Regions from separate parts of the Callithrix jacchus genome. Here region 2 is linked to region 1. The links are chromatin contacts, called in public Hi-C maps. All regions are on one chromosome and are shown on one strand. The core of a region is the stretch at or near the end of the contact, and the rest is flanking DNA. Distances in the headings are between cores, read along the strand shown.

Evidence for each region. Hi-C and Micro-C count contacts between places; a contact is called where the count stands out from the background.
Region 2: a Hi-C map of skeletal muscle shows a contact between it and region 1, with 5 times the contacts expected there. The contact joins two enhancer-like sites. A contact is called at or near these places in 2 of 3 Hi-C or Micro-C datasets (both in skeletal muscle).

What each region holds. Positions count from the first base shown.
Region 1 is chr5:163,707,889-163,715,415 of calJac240_pri, forward strand. All of the region lies in intron 2 of TSC22D1 (TSC22 domain family member 1), which reads right to left. Among named protein-coding and RNA genes, the nearest start is that of TSC22D1, 83 kb to the right of the region's middle. Within about 2 kb of position 3,268, at least 1 of the 16 cell types and tissues checked has an H3K27ac peak or open chromatin away from gene starts, as enhancers often do. A contact at or near this core is called in skeletal muscle, where this site is marked.
Region 2 is chr5:164,180,279-164,187,805 of calJac240_pri, forward strand. NUFIP1 (nuclear FMR1 interacting protein 1) reads right to left here. Exons shown (of 9, transcript XM_078375374.1): 6 at 1,751-1,843. Among named protein-coding and RNA genes, the nearest start is that of NUFIP1, 17 kb to the right of the region's middle. Within about 2 kb of position 4,838, at least 3 of the 16 cell types and tissues checked have an H3K27ac peak or open chromatin away from gene starts, as enhancers often do. A contact at or near this core is called in skeletal muscle, where this site is marked.

The DNA.
Region 1 (7,527 bases), core at 2,018-4,517:
TCACTCACAAAATGACAAAGCATTATCCTCCACCAGATCATTTCAAAACACTTCTAAATAATATGCGGATTTAAAAATAAATCTTAATAGAAATTTAAGACACTTAGAATGAAAAGGAAAGGCACATTTCTAAGACATGCTCTGGCTGTAGTCAGAAGGAATCACATAGCCTCAAATGCTTACATTATTATAAATGCTTACGATAAGGTCGAGTATTACAAACTTAGGAAATACAAAAAGAAAAAAACTATAAGGTTTTAAATATGAAGTTCTACCATCTACAAACTGCCAAGTAACAGAAGATGACACTCCTTTATAAAAACTTTTCTAGAGATTTTACATATATATACAATTATTTACTCCCCAGCTGATTTTAAGAGGCTATTAAGACCTTTAAACCAAAATCAGAAAAGCATAGTTAAAAAAAGAACTTACCAGCTGGGTGCGGTGGCTCACGCCTGTAATCCCAACACTCTGGGTGAATCACCTGAGGTCAGTAGTTCAAGAATAGCCTGGCCAACATGGTGAAACCCCGTCTCTACTAAAAATACAAAAATTAGCCGGGCATGGTGGTACATACCTGTAATCCCAGCTACTAGGGAAGCTGAGGCAAAAGAATCTCTTGAACCTGGAAGCAGAGACTGCACTGAACCAAGATTGGGCCACTGCACTCTAGCCTGGGCAACAGAGCAAGAGCAAGAAACAAGGAAAGAGGAAAGAGAAAAGGGAAAGGGAAAGGGAAAGGGGAAGGGGAACGGAAGGGAAGGAAAGGGGAAAAGGGACAGAGGGAGAGGAGAGAGAGGAAGGAAGGAAGGAAGGAATGGAGGGAGGGAGGGAGGGAGGGAGGGGAAAAATTACTGGCCATTACTTTTATGAACAATGCAAAAATCCTTAAAAACAAAATTAAAACAAATTCAGCAGTAAATAAAGAGATGTCTGGACCAAGTTGAGTTTATCCCAGCAATGTAAGAGTAGTTTATCATTAGAAAATCAAGAAATATCACTTCAAGAGGAGAAAAACAATTGATAAAATTCAAAATACATTTCTTGTTAAGAAGAAAACATAGTAAACTCAAAGTATAAAGACACTTCTTGGCCAGGTGCAGTAGCTCACACCTGTAATCCCGGCACTTTGGGAGGCCAGTGCAGGCAGATCACTTCAGACCAGGAGTTCTAGACCAGCCTGGCCAACATGGCAAAACCCCCTCTCTGCTGAAAATACAAATGTTACCTAGGCGTGGTGGTGCATGCCTGTAATCCCAGTCATTTGGGAGGCTAAGGCATGAGAATTGTTTGAGCCTGGGAGGTGGAGCTGAGATCATGCCACTGCACTCCAGCAGGGGTGATGGGGCAAGGCCCTGTCTCAGAAGAAAAAGAGAAACTTCTATAATAACATAAAAGGTATCTACCAAAATCTACAGAACACATCCTTTAAATGGTCAAATGTCAGTAGTATTTGTTTCAGAGTCAGTAACAAGTATGCACAGTATCAGCACTCTACTGGAAACTGAAGCCCTGGATTGTCTAAGACAGCAGCCACCAGCTCCACGCACATAGCTAAGTCCTGGGGATACAGCTAGTTCAAACTGAGACGTGCTGGAGGTGCAAAACGCACCCCGGCTTTTTAAGGGTTAGTGACCTTCCCAAAGTGCTTCATTCATTTTATATTGATTACATATTGAAACGACGACGTTGAGTTAGATAAAATAAAGCAAATTATTAAAATTAACTTCACCTTTTTTTTTTTAACTGTGACTATTAGCCATTTTTAAATTACACATAGGCTAACGTTGTATTTCTATTGGATGGTGCTATCCTAATCGGTTCAGTAAAACAAGAAAAAAAGAACAGAAAGAACCAATATTGGAAAAGAAGAAACAAAGCTATCATTATTCTCAGATGCTACAGATCTACGCAGAAAAACAAAATAACATACAAAGAATTTGCTAATCAAGAAGATCTAGCAAAATGGCTAACTGCGCATATCAACACTTAGAAAATGTAATTTCAAAGATACCATTTACGAAAGAAACAAAAACATAAAACACTTAGAATTTAACAAAGGATACACAGAATATTATTCAACTACATTAAAGAGACTGAAATAAATGGAGAAATTCAGTATCCAAAATCCCCAAATTTATCTGTAGATTCAGCAGTATTCTTAAATCCGGTGATATTCATCAAAATCCCAAAATGGTTTTGGGAAGAACCGTGAAATTTATATGAAAGATCTCACAATAGCCATGGCATCTTTCCGAAGAAAGTGAAGAGACCTTCCCAGATACCAAAACTTCAGCAAAGCAATATTCCATTAGAAGAATACAATGCAGAAATGAAATCAACCCCATATATATGGGTTTATGACAGAAGCGGCACTGCAGAAAAAGAGAAAGTCTTTTCCAATATTGATGCTGAGTCAAGCAGGTATCCATATGGGGGAAAAACTGCTTTTGAATCTCACCTCATTTCATGCAAGCAAAAAAAAAAATTATAATAATTATAGCTCTAACTGTGAAAGGTAAAACTGTTTCTAGAAGATAAATAGGAGAGTATTTTGGGAATAGGCAAAGATCTTAAACAGACTACAAAAGCATTAACTATAAAGGAAAAGCCGAACAAGCTAAAGTACATCAAAATTAGGAATTATGATTATTAAAAGACATTGATAAGAGAATAAGAATTTCAGTCACATGGACAGAAGAGATATTTGTTAAACACCAAAGAGCTCATTTCATAAATATTAAAACAAGTCCTATAATCAATAATAATAATAATAAAAGACAAAAAAACACTAGAAAAATAGGCAAGGCTGAGTACTCTGGCTCATGCCTGTAATTCCAGCACTTTGGGAGGCCAGGGTGGGAGAACTGTTTCAGGCCAGAAATTCCAGACCAGCCTGGGCAACACAACAAGACCTTATCTCTACAAAAAATTTTTTAAAATAAAAATAAATTAAATAAAATAGAAAAATAGGCATTTTATCAAATAATCTATCTAAATAGCCTGTCTGCCTATCAATCTATGCTCAGTCTCAACAGCAATCAGGGAAATGCAATTCAAAACCACAGTGAGGTCAGCGACATACCACTCAGGACGGCCACAACTTGAAAGACTGACACGTGGGTTAAACCTAAGAGCGGGATGGAATGTGGATCGGCTGGAACATTCACATACGCAGCACGCAGAAGGGAAAACAGGTACTACCACTTTGGAAACGTGGCAATATCTACTCGAGACGAACATAACACAAACCCCCAGCGATTCTGTTCCACAGATGCCCCCAACAGAGACGCAAGCGTGCACCAGAAGACATTCAGGAGTGGTGGCAGCTGCATTACTCATACTGGCCTCCAGACAGAAACAGCAGAATGGAGAAAGAAAACATGGCGTACTCACAACAAACAGTACACGTCTATGAAAATGAACTTCTGGTAAGCTTAACATGAATCTCACACAGTACTGAACAAGAAAAATAAGAAACAAAAGAATACATAGCATATAATTTCATTTATATACATTTCAAAATGGCCAAAACCAGCTGGCAGTGTTAGAGGTCTGCAGAGGATGCATCGCTGGGAGAAGAATGAGGACAGTACTTAGAGGTCGTTTTGTAACAACTGGCTGAGTTGTCGTTAAAGAGGGTACAGGTTATGTACCCATTATTCTGTGATAATTCATCAAGTGCTATGATTTGTGCACTTTTCTCTCTGTATGCTACACTTCAATTTTTAAAAATAATTCTGGATAAAGATATAAATGTTCAACAAAAACTTAATATTTTAGAAGAAATTATAGGAAACCCTCTTGATGACACGGAGGTCATTAATAAAAAATGTCTTCAACCCAAGAATCACTAACTATAAGGAATATATTCACAACTTTCACATTAAAGTTAAGAACTTCTGTTCAAACGATATCACAATTAGCCGGGCCTGGTGGCTCATGCCTATGGTCCCAGCCACTTGGGAGGCTGAGGCAGGAGAATCACCTGAACCCAGGCGGAGGTTGCAGTGAGCTGAGATTGTACCACTGCACTCCAGCCTGGGCGACAGAGCAAGACTCTGTCTCAAAAAAACAAAACAAACAAAGGATATCATAAGAAAATGAATAGGCACAACACAAATGAGGCAATAATACTGACAGAATACATAAAGGGCTTCCAATTCTAAGTACAATCCAAAAAATCCAATAAAAAATAGAGAAAATGAATTTTACAGAAAAGGAAATATGAATGGTTTAACATACAACACGCTTCGCTTCAAATTAAAACCACAGTGAACTGATATTACAAGCATTACCTCAGCAAAACTGAAGCAGCCTGACAGTGCCAAACGTGGGCACAAACAACAGTCGGCGGGTGGGGTGTTTGTATGTTGCTGGTAGGAAGGCAAAGTGGAATAATCACTGCAGAAAACAACGTGATACCATCTTGTGAAGCGGAACATGTCTATCCCCATGATTCAGTCATTTCATTTCAGTGGAAACACTATACGTATCTTCTTAAGTGCACACAGAAAAATGTTCATACTAGCGCTGTTCATCTTCACAAAAACTGAAAACAACCCTAAATGCCTGTCGCGTAGCGGACAGATAAAATGGAACATTCACATCTAAGTTTCATTCATTCATGACAGTGAACAACATGCAGATGCTCCTTAACCTACAATGGGGTTACATTCCCATAAAGTCATCGTGTATATAAAATATCGCCAGTCAAAAATGCATTTCAATACCTAACTTACTGAACATTAGAGCTTAGCCCAGCCCACTTTAAATGTGCTCAGAACATTCACATTAGCCTATAATTGGGCCAAATCAGCCAGCACAAAGCCTATAACAAAGTGTTGAATGTCTCATGTAATTTACTGAAAAAACAGAATGGCTCTACTCGAAGCAGTTTCTACTGAATGTGTATCGCTTTTGCACCACTGTAAAGTTGGAGAACCTGGAGCTGAACCATGGTAAGGCAGACACCATCTGTACAGCTATACTCAACATGGTTACTCTTAGATGAATGAACATGGAGTGGAAAATGTAAAACAGACAACACTCGATACAGGATTTCAAATAGAGCCTAAGGCAAAACTAAGGAGCACATTGTTTAGGGATATGTACATAACTAGGTAAACTGCTTTGGAGAAAAGAAATATAAGCTCTCCCCCCACCCCCGCAAAATCACTCTAGTACTTATCTCTGCGGGAATGATGGAGGATGGGGCTGGGAGGAATACAATATAGTTTCAAAGTTACTATGATGGTTTTAGCTTTAAGTTTGGTATTAGATCCACAGTTTTTTTCCTACTAATTTAGAGTTGTGCATTTCTTTTAAACGAGTCCCATAACAAATGACAAAAAAAATTCTTAAAATATGTAAATGAATTCTAATATTTCCCTTGAAAACTGTTTGAGAGATATACCTCCCTTGTAGCTCTTGGCATCTAGTAACTCCCAAATCACTCTCTCTCTAGTTCAAAAACTCTTCACCTTCCCATCAAATTTACTCTTCAGAACAATCAACCATGCGAGTGATGTCAGCAGAGGCGGCAGAGCACCGAGGGCCCCTCCCTCCAGAAAAGAACACGTAAACAAAAAATAAGCAGAAATTCTCAGAAGTAACTTCATCTGAACTCTGGGAAACAGTCAGAGGTTTACGGCAACACCTGAATACCAACTCAAGGAAGAGGAAACAGAAAATCTTCACGGCACTTTTACTTGCCCTTGTCCCAGTGCCCTCCCCGATTCAGTGACAATCTTGACAATGGCAGCCCCCATTTCCAGTGTGGGACTCCAGTTCTACCGCAGGCAAAGCAGATCTTATTTTCAAAGAACTGTGAAGGTCTGTTTTGACCTATCTGGGGACAACCTTCAGGCCTGACAAAAGGCACTTGCCTTATTTTCACCAACTCAAAACTCTCTCGAGGCAGAAAGTGGCTATGTGGAGGGTATTCTTTGCCGATACTGAAAGGCAAATGAACAACCCACTGTCACCTGAAGCAAACTATTATTGTTAAGGCACACAGAAGATATGCTGCAGCCTGAGAAGAAAGATTTGTTGGAGACTTAGTGCACTGAAAAGCTACCATGTCTTACTAGAGAATTTAGAGAGCCACATGCATGCCCATGGTAGGATGCATGTTCAAAAAGACCTGAGAAGACCCTAAACTTGCACATCTTGCTGATGTTTCGGCTCAGTTCTAGCAGGCTACAAGAGGACTGGAAACAGCCGGTCTAAGCTTTGAAAAAGTGCCCCAATGCAGAGCTAATCAATCAGCAAAGATTAGAACCTGAGAGGTTGAGGCTACAGTGAGCTGTGATGGTGCCACTGCACTCCAGCCTGGGCAACAAGGTGAGATTCCGTCTCAAAACAAACAAACAAAAAACCTAAAAAACAAAGATTATGCTGTTTAATTAAGTGAGCAAGTGAGCAACTTCCCTAAAAATTCAAATAAATGTCTCAGTTTCCAATTCTCTATTTTCACAGCATACCAACCACTTATCAGAGCACTGACCACACTGTGGTAAAACCGGCTTATTTTCTAATAAACTAGATAATCCCCTAGTAGACTCTCAGAGCAGGGAACATGACTTTATCATACTTCTATCTCAAGAACCTAGCTCAGCAAATGTTCATTCAGTCAGTCATTCTGTCAAGCATGAACTAATTCAGGGATCTCCTCATCCTTCACTATTAATCCTTAGTGGCAGTGAAGGATCACTATTCACCATCATTCACTCACCCCTGCCCTCATTCTTCATGGCTGGCCAGGATCTGAGAATAATTACCAACTTGTTTGTGTAACGTTTCTGTTTAGCAGTCCCTCCTCAAACTAATTAAAACAAGAGGTTTGGACATGATTAACACATTTAATAAAGGAAAGAAAACTTTTTAATCCTTCTTATTAAAAAACTGAAAACTAATCCAAGTCAATCTAAGGAAATGTTTAAAAAATGCAAATTTTCATTAAGACTGCAGTCAAGGTAAAATCCTTTAATTAGCTTCAGAATGGCTCCCGCCTGTAATCCCAGCACTTTGGGAGGCTGAGGTGGGTGGATCACGAGGTCAAGAGATCAAGACCATCCTGGTCAACATGGTGAAACCCCGTCTCTACTAAAAATATAAAAAAAAATAGCTGGGCATGGTGGCACGTGCCTGTAATCCCAGCTACTCAGGAGGCTGAGGCAGGAGAATTGCCTGAACCCAGGAGGCGGAGGTTGCGGTGAGCCGAGATCGCGCCATTGCCCTCCAGCCTGGGTAACAAGAGCGAAACTCCGTCTCAAAAAAAAAAAACCTAAATACAAAAATTTAAGTGTTCTCTCCCTCACTGGAAATACAATTCAATTTCCGTCTTTCGAGTTTGATGTAGTTATACTCACTCCTGTACCACTATCTACCAATCTTGGCATACTGCCCAGTTTTCAGGCTTGCCAAATCATTTGGGTGGCAATAAATAATACGCTTGAAACTAGATCCTTTCAGAATATTTTTCAAAGAAAGTATTCTCTACTCAGTTGTTTGTGCTGTATA
Region 2 (7,527 bases), core at 3,588-6,087, 470 kb after region 1:
CCACCTAAAAATAGTGTTAAAAGGCATAATGTAAATACAAATGTAGATGTACATAAAATGGAGAGATTAAGGAATAATTTTAGCTAAAAAGCTAATTGAGAGTAAAATAGAATACTAAAAAAAAAAACCATGCAAAAGAAGGCAAGAAAAGAACAAAGAACAAATTAAAAACCCAACCATATTAGGAATTACATTAAATGAAAATGAACTAAGCACTAGTTAAAAGGCATGGATTTCAGTTTAGATACCAAGGAAAAGACAAAATTATACAACATATAGGAGATACACTCTAAATATAAAAAGTTTAAAAGGAATAGGTTGTTGAAAACATGACCCTTTCTCCACCACATTATATTGCCAGGTTTATCGTAAGCCAGGTGACTGCTTCTCAGTGGACCTGTTTGTGGGCTCTATCCTGTTCTATTTGCCTATCTGTCTTTGGCCAACACCACGTTATCGTTATTACTCTAGCTTTCTTAGTGGCTGCTCTAGAGCCTCTGTATTTTCATATGCAATCAACCGCCACATAATGACATTCTGTTCAACAAGGGACACATACATGACATAGTCCTAGAAGATTATAGCGAAGCTAAATAATTCCTAGTAATGTCATAACATCATAAAAAATTACTTTCACAAAATAACTTAGTGTAGCCTATGGGTACAAAGTTTGTAATGTCTACAGAAATGTACAGTAGCATCCTAGGCCTCCACGTTCACTCACCTCACTCACTGCCTCACCCAGGGCAACTTCAGTCCTGCAGGTTCCATTCATGGTAAGTGTCCCACTCAGGTGTACCTTTTTACCTTTTTACCTTTAATGGGATAGTTTTACAGACACTTTTCTATATTTAGATACACAAATACTTAGCATTGTGTTACAACTGGATACAGTAACACATTGCACAGGGATGTAGCCTAAGAGCAATAGGCTTTACTGCACAGCCTAGGTATGTAGTCGGCTGTATTCTCTAAGTTTGTGGAAGTACGCTCTACGATGTTCATAATCACAAAATTGCCCAATACATTTCTCAGAAGGTATCCCTGTCATTACACTTAATGACAACTGTAATTGTAAAGCTTATCAATGTCCCCTATCCCTTCTCCACCAAAAAACAATGAAAAAAAAACCTTACTGGAATTTTGACTGTAACCAATTTGGGGAAGAATTAAGATAATGACACTGTTTTCCAGCCCATGAATATTACATACTGCTCCATTTATTCAGGCCTTGACTTTTTCTGAGCACTGTTTTGTAGTTTTGAGTGTAGAGTCTTGCAAATCTTTTGTTAGGTTTACTCCCAGGCATTTGATGCTATTTTAAATGGTATCTTTTAAATTTTCACTTTTTAATTGTTTGTTGCTACTTTATAGAAATAGAGTTCACTTCTTAAATATTGATCTTACATGTATTTGGCAACCTTGCTAAATTCATTTATAAAAGTGGTAACATTGGACATCCTTATCATGCTTCTAATCTCAGGGGAGCAGGTATCTCTGGAAGGATGCAATGGATCGCCTCTGGGAAGGAAACTAATTAGCTGGGGGACAAAGATTCAAAGGTCTCAATTATTTATTTTTTGAAAACCACGAATATAGGGTAATCCTTATTTTAAGATATAATTATCAGTGCTATCGGGTTGGTGTCAAAAAAGTAATTTTTTTAAAAGTAAGTTACAAAAGCAAAGATTTTAGAATTGAGTACATAAAGATTTTAAGATTCTGATTTGTCATAAGCATAGGAACTTACCCATACTGCGTTGTTGTCAATACTGCTCCTCTCTTTTCCTTTTCAAGTTTTAACTTTTTCTTCCTTTCAATATTGGCCAGAGTTGGATAGTTTCTAGAGAATAATAGAAGTTAATTATAATAGAGCGTTTAGAGTGCAACTTTAAATAAGCAATCAAGAAACTGCCAAATTTAGCAATTTTGTATAACAACCAATACAACAAATCATTATAAACCTTTAAGTGCGTCTACAATTTTTTAAGAGGTGAAAAAAGTACATTATAACAGTGTTACTGAAAGTGTGGACCAGCTGCTGATCCACTAATTTTGCTAGCACTCTGCAACTAGGTAAGGAGCGTGCCCCAGAATTTAAATCAAATATATCATACAATGTACTCAAACTGATCTAATTCATCTATTTGGCATGTACCTATAAATACTTTAAGAAAAAAATGTAAGTCTATTCAATTTCTTATGTAAATACATGCTAGGTCTATCAAAGTTACCAAGATGAGGAAAAGACAGTTCTGAAAATACAGTCTACCAGGACAACAAGAAAAGCACACAAACAGCTAAAACATGAGACAAAAGTACCCAAAAGGGTATAAAGATTTGGACAGTGGAAGGGTAAGATTATATTTAATTGGAAAAATCCATAAAGAAAAGAAATGAAAGAAATCGATCTCAAATGGTAACAGAAATCAGAGTGCGCTAAGTAGAGCAAACAATGCAAACCAAGACTTCAGAAAGTGAAAAAGGCCAGGCGTGGCGGCTCACACCTGTAATCCTAACACTTTGGGAGGCCGAGGTGGGTGGATCACTTGAAGTCAGGCGTTCGAGACCATCCTGGCCAACATGGTGAAACCCCACCCGTACTAAAAATACAAAAAATTAGCCAGGTATGGTGGCAGGTGACTGTAATCCTAGCTACTCAGGAGGCTGAGGCAAGGGAATAGCTTGAACCCAGGAGGTGAAGGTTGCAATGAGGTGAGATCGTGCCACTGTACTCCAGCCGGGGCAACAGAACAAGACTCTGTCTCACACACACACACAAAAGAAAGAGGTATCTGGAGAATGGTAGGTACTTAATATGGTATGAAACACAGTAACAGGCAATCAGACTGGAAAGGGAGACACAGGCCAAAATGTGCCTGGAATACCACACTAGAAAGTTTATATTTAATTCAGCAGGTGATGGAGAGCCATAGAAAGTTATGAACAGGGAGAGATATATACAAGGCAGTGATTAAGATGAAATCTGACGGAAGTATGCAAGATGAATTGCTTTATTTTTCTGCACAACTGTGTGGACACCAAACTGTCAGGGTGAGGGCAATAGATTCTAGTCATATAAAAAAACACAGGAGGGGAACACAGCTCTCTACTACTCAGTCTGGCTGCTGATCAAAGTAAATTTTGAGACACACCAACAAATGTGTTCTGCCATTGCTTCCAGGACACTTTTTCCTTTTCTTAACATTTGCATTACTGACTTGAATAGCACAGACAATATACAAAGCCTATGGGTGGGCCACACTGAAAGACAGCAATGGAAATGTCATTGGGCAAGAGGTTAAGTCATCAGAAAAAAACGCAATGAATTTCAATGAGGACAGTGTGAAGCAATATATATCCAGTCAAGAAAAATAGACTCCATAAATAAAACATGATGAATGTACAAACTATAAATAAACATAAGAGGAAAAGATCAAGGTCATAGGAGATAAAAATCTGACAGCCAGTCAGGAACACATGACTGCATTTTTGGAAAGCAAGTATCAGCTAAGGTTATATGAAGTAGACTCTGGCACTTGCACGAGTGTGAAATCTTCCCAGGATACTCAAAAGTAGTCAGATACTCTCAGGGACCGTGTCCAGTTTCGTGCTTCTAAACTAAAGGAATGTGGAGGGGAAAAAAAAAGACTTGGAAAGGATTCAGAAGAGACTCAAAGATGATTAATAGGATGAAAAATAAAACCTCCAAAGAAAGATGAAAGAAGCCATTTACAGCCTTTAAAAGAAGATGAGAAGCTATAAGAAAAACGGTTTCACAGAGAGGATTGGTCCAGTGGTTCTCAAGCTGAAGAGAATATGCACAAGTAGAAATGAGAATACAGTGACGACTTTGACAGCCCCACAGTGGCAGGACATGTGACTCACAGCTACTGAACATCCTCCACAACTCTCAAAACTTCCTATTGCTTACATTTCTTCAGCATTTTTGCAGACTAATGCAGACTCTTACCATGTTGGGCCATATGCTACATGAGGCGCCAGAGAGCCGATGCTAAGTAACTGCTTTTCAATGGGAAAGAATTTAAACTTGTTATAGCAATTGGACTTTAAATAAGATATAAGAAAGAATTCCCTAAATGAAACATCAAAGATGTGTAGAAACGCCTTCGGCGGAAACCGAAGGAGTTTCTACAGCTAATTTTAAAACAGCTAATTTTCTCTTTCTGGGAGACAGCAGTATCATGTTCCTGAAGGTGAGGAAATTCGTCTTCCTAAAACCAAGCATCATGTTCCTAAAGGTATTAAGATTGGAGTTAAAACAGAGGTAGAAGATTTCATTTTTCTTGGTGCTAAAATAAATAAAATCCTCTCCCAAAATTTATTCCATTCTTATTTACACAGAATCCATAGATTTAAAACTAGGGGGAAAGAAAAGTTGATAGAAAGCAAATTATCCCAAAAAAGAGAAATCAGAAACACAAGACCTAGTTACACACATAAACAACAGGAGGAAGCCCGACTCCACCAACGCAAGGCTGAGATAAATGAATACGGAAAAGGAAGGAGCTCTGATGAAGGAGTTCAGGTTTCTAAAGCACGAGAAGTAACAAATCCAAAAACTACTGAAAAAACACAAATTAGGTCTTGTATTGCAGTTACACGTATGTAAAACTTGGCCCACATCCCCTGCTAGAGAATGGGTAATATGAAGTTATATAACTTCATAGCTGTGACGAGAAAAATGTTCAGTTGGCTTCTCTGTACTTTTACCTACTAAAATTATTTTCTCCCTGTACTTCTGTCTTTCCCCAGTTCACTAAAAGGAAATGGTCTTGAAACCATGCTCTTTTCCTTCCTCTCTTCTCTCTCATTTTTACCTCATCTTGACCTTCTGCATTGCCTATACCCTGCGCCCGCAGTGACAGTCTTTAAGCACTAGAAAGCCAACGCATGGGCAAACCGTGCTAGCCACTATCTTAGCACAGACCATTCTGGTCACATTATGCTCTCCGATTTTTTCCTTATGCACAGATCATGACCATTTATTGGCTTTTCCCCTCTTCCCACTTTTACTGAACCACAACTGCTTCCACACGAGCTACAGTGTTGTACTTTTCTTTCTTTCTGAACATCAAAGAGATGCAGCATTCTTTAGGAGCAGCTCTCCTGGACCGGAATTCTGCATGAACCAGGGAAACAAAAGGACTTCCTCAGACCCACAGGAAGCGTTGAAATAAATTGTAAAACTGCTCCACCTAGTGGACTCCCAGTCTGCTGTGGAAAATGTTCCACCATTTCTGTAATAAAAGCAAGGTTTTGGAAACAAATCACCGCTCATTTTCCGTAAAGCCAAATCATACAGCACTGGTACCGCACAGTTCAGAAATTAAGAAAGAACCACTTTTTTTAGTGGCTTTTCGGTGGTTGGGGTGGTGGTGGTAGGGAAAGCAGATTATTAGTGGAAAGCCTTCAAAGTTATTAAATTAAATACAGTGGGTACCTCTGAGTTTGATTAACCTGAAAAATACGGAGATGAAGAAATAGACAAAGATGCACTTTTGTTAAAGATAAGGAAGCCACATGCGAAGCAGACCTTTACAATCTTCTTCAAGCTTTGAAATTCTTACTCTGTGAAATCTCTCACAAGCATTTTCTAACATAGCAGTTACATAAAGACTTTATTTTTCCTGCATGTCAAAGAATATAGTGGCTTCCTCAGAAAGAATGTAGCTCTCACAGAAAGATTGAATTCATAAAATAAGGACTATTCGGCCATACCAATGTGGCATTACTCTTTTTAGGAGTTCAAGTAATACTTTTAAAAATTGAGAATGACAGAAGTGTAGAAAGTAAGTATATTTTCATAACAAGGATATTGTTTGTTTTTTTGTTTTCTATTGAGACAGAGTCTCACTATGTTGCCCAGGCTGGAGTGCCGTGGCGCAATCTCGGCTCACCGCAACCTCTGCCTCCCGGGTTCAAGCAATTTTCCTGCCTTAGCCTCCCAAGTAGCTGGGACTACACACGCATGCCACAATGACCAGCTGATTTTTGTATTTTTACTAGAGACAGGGTTTCACCATGTTGGCCAGGCTGGTTTCAAACTCTTGACCTCAAGTGATCCGCCCACCTTGGCCTCTGAAACGGCTGGTAGGAACAGTATTTGTGTACTTTTGAGAAATCTATCAAATGTACCAAAAGAAGAGCAACGTTTCCCATATCTTCTATTAATAAAATATTCATATAGGAAAAAAATGAAGACTTCAGAATATATTAAAGAGCAAGAACCCGAGAAACAAAATATGGAAGAACCTCAGATGAACTGAGCCAGTGCCCAAAGAAATTCCCGAGCACTTACTAACAAGGCAACCTCACAGGTACAAATAAACCTCAGCCAGCATTGTCATTCTCACCCATTTCCTCATTCCCTTTAAACACCTCTAAATTTCACAAACCTGTAACTTCACCTATTCCCTCAACAGACTTTGCCCATTCCCCTTCCAAGGCACTGTGCCTGCTGTCACAGCATACCTCTGGGAACCAGAGTTAGACTCTATCCCCTCTGCCTCCACTACATTAAAACAATCACCAACAAGCCTATTAAACACTTGCTCAAGCCAGTCTTTTATTCAGAAGGACAGAGCTGCTTCCAAAATTCACTTACAGTTTTGGAATTCCGCTGTGCCACCAAGCACTAAAGCAGCCCTGCTAATTGTCTATTCTCCCCCATTTCTTAACAGTTTTGTTTCGGTCTCCCCGTCGACTCCACTGCCACTGGAGGTGGTCAAGCAACCCACCTCTAGCCAGTGAGATCCATATAAATATCCCCTGGTTGGAGCTAAAAACAAAGCTATTGTTTTCTCAATGAAAGGGGAGCAACTAGGCTACATGTACCTTTGCCTTTTTCTCTTCTTTCTGCCTACAATGTGGCGTAATATTTGCATATGAAAGAACCTTCTGGTGACAGGCAGGAGGACAGCCGCGTGCTAAGGAGCAACAGAGACGGCCTAGGTCATGGTACCATCATGCAGCAACAGCAGCCTTGGGTTTTGTTTTGTTTTTCTAAACCTTGGGAAAACGACACCTGTTTGCACTAAGCCATGGTTAAAGCTCCCATTCCATTTCCTAGAGCGTGACTAGTTGATGCAAGCACCACTGCACCCTACCGTCCCCTTTAATCTGAATACTTTCCGTGCTCAAAATGGCGTCTCTGGATTTAAAACATCCTCCTAAACTGTTCGGCAGTTTCGCATAAAGTTAAACATATGCTCACCATATGACCAACCAACCCCACTCCTGGATATTTACCCAAGCCAAATAGAACCCTATATTCAAAACAAAAACCTGCAGATGAACGTTTATGAAGACTTTATATAAAGGCTAAGACTGGAAACAACACCCAAGTGGGAATGGAAAAACAGACCGATACATCCACACGATGAAAAGAGCAACACTCAGCAATCAAAACAGCAACTGCTACACGTGACAACTCTCCAATGCAGACTAAAAACATGTGAGTCAGGCTAAAAGGTCCACACACTGTATGGTTCCATTACGTTTCTG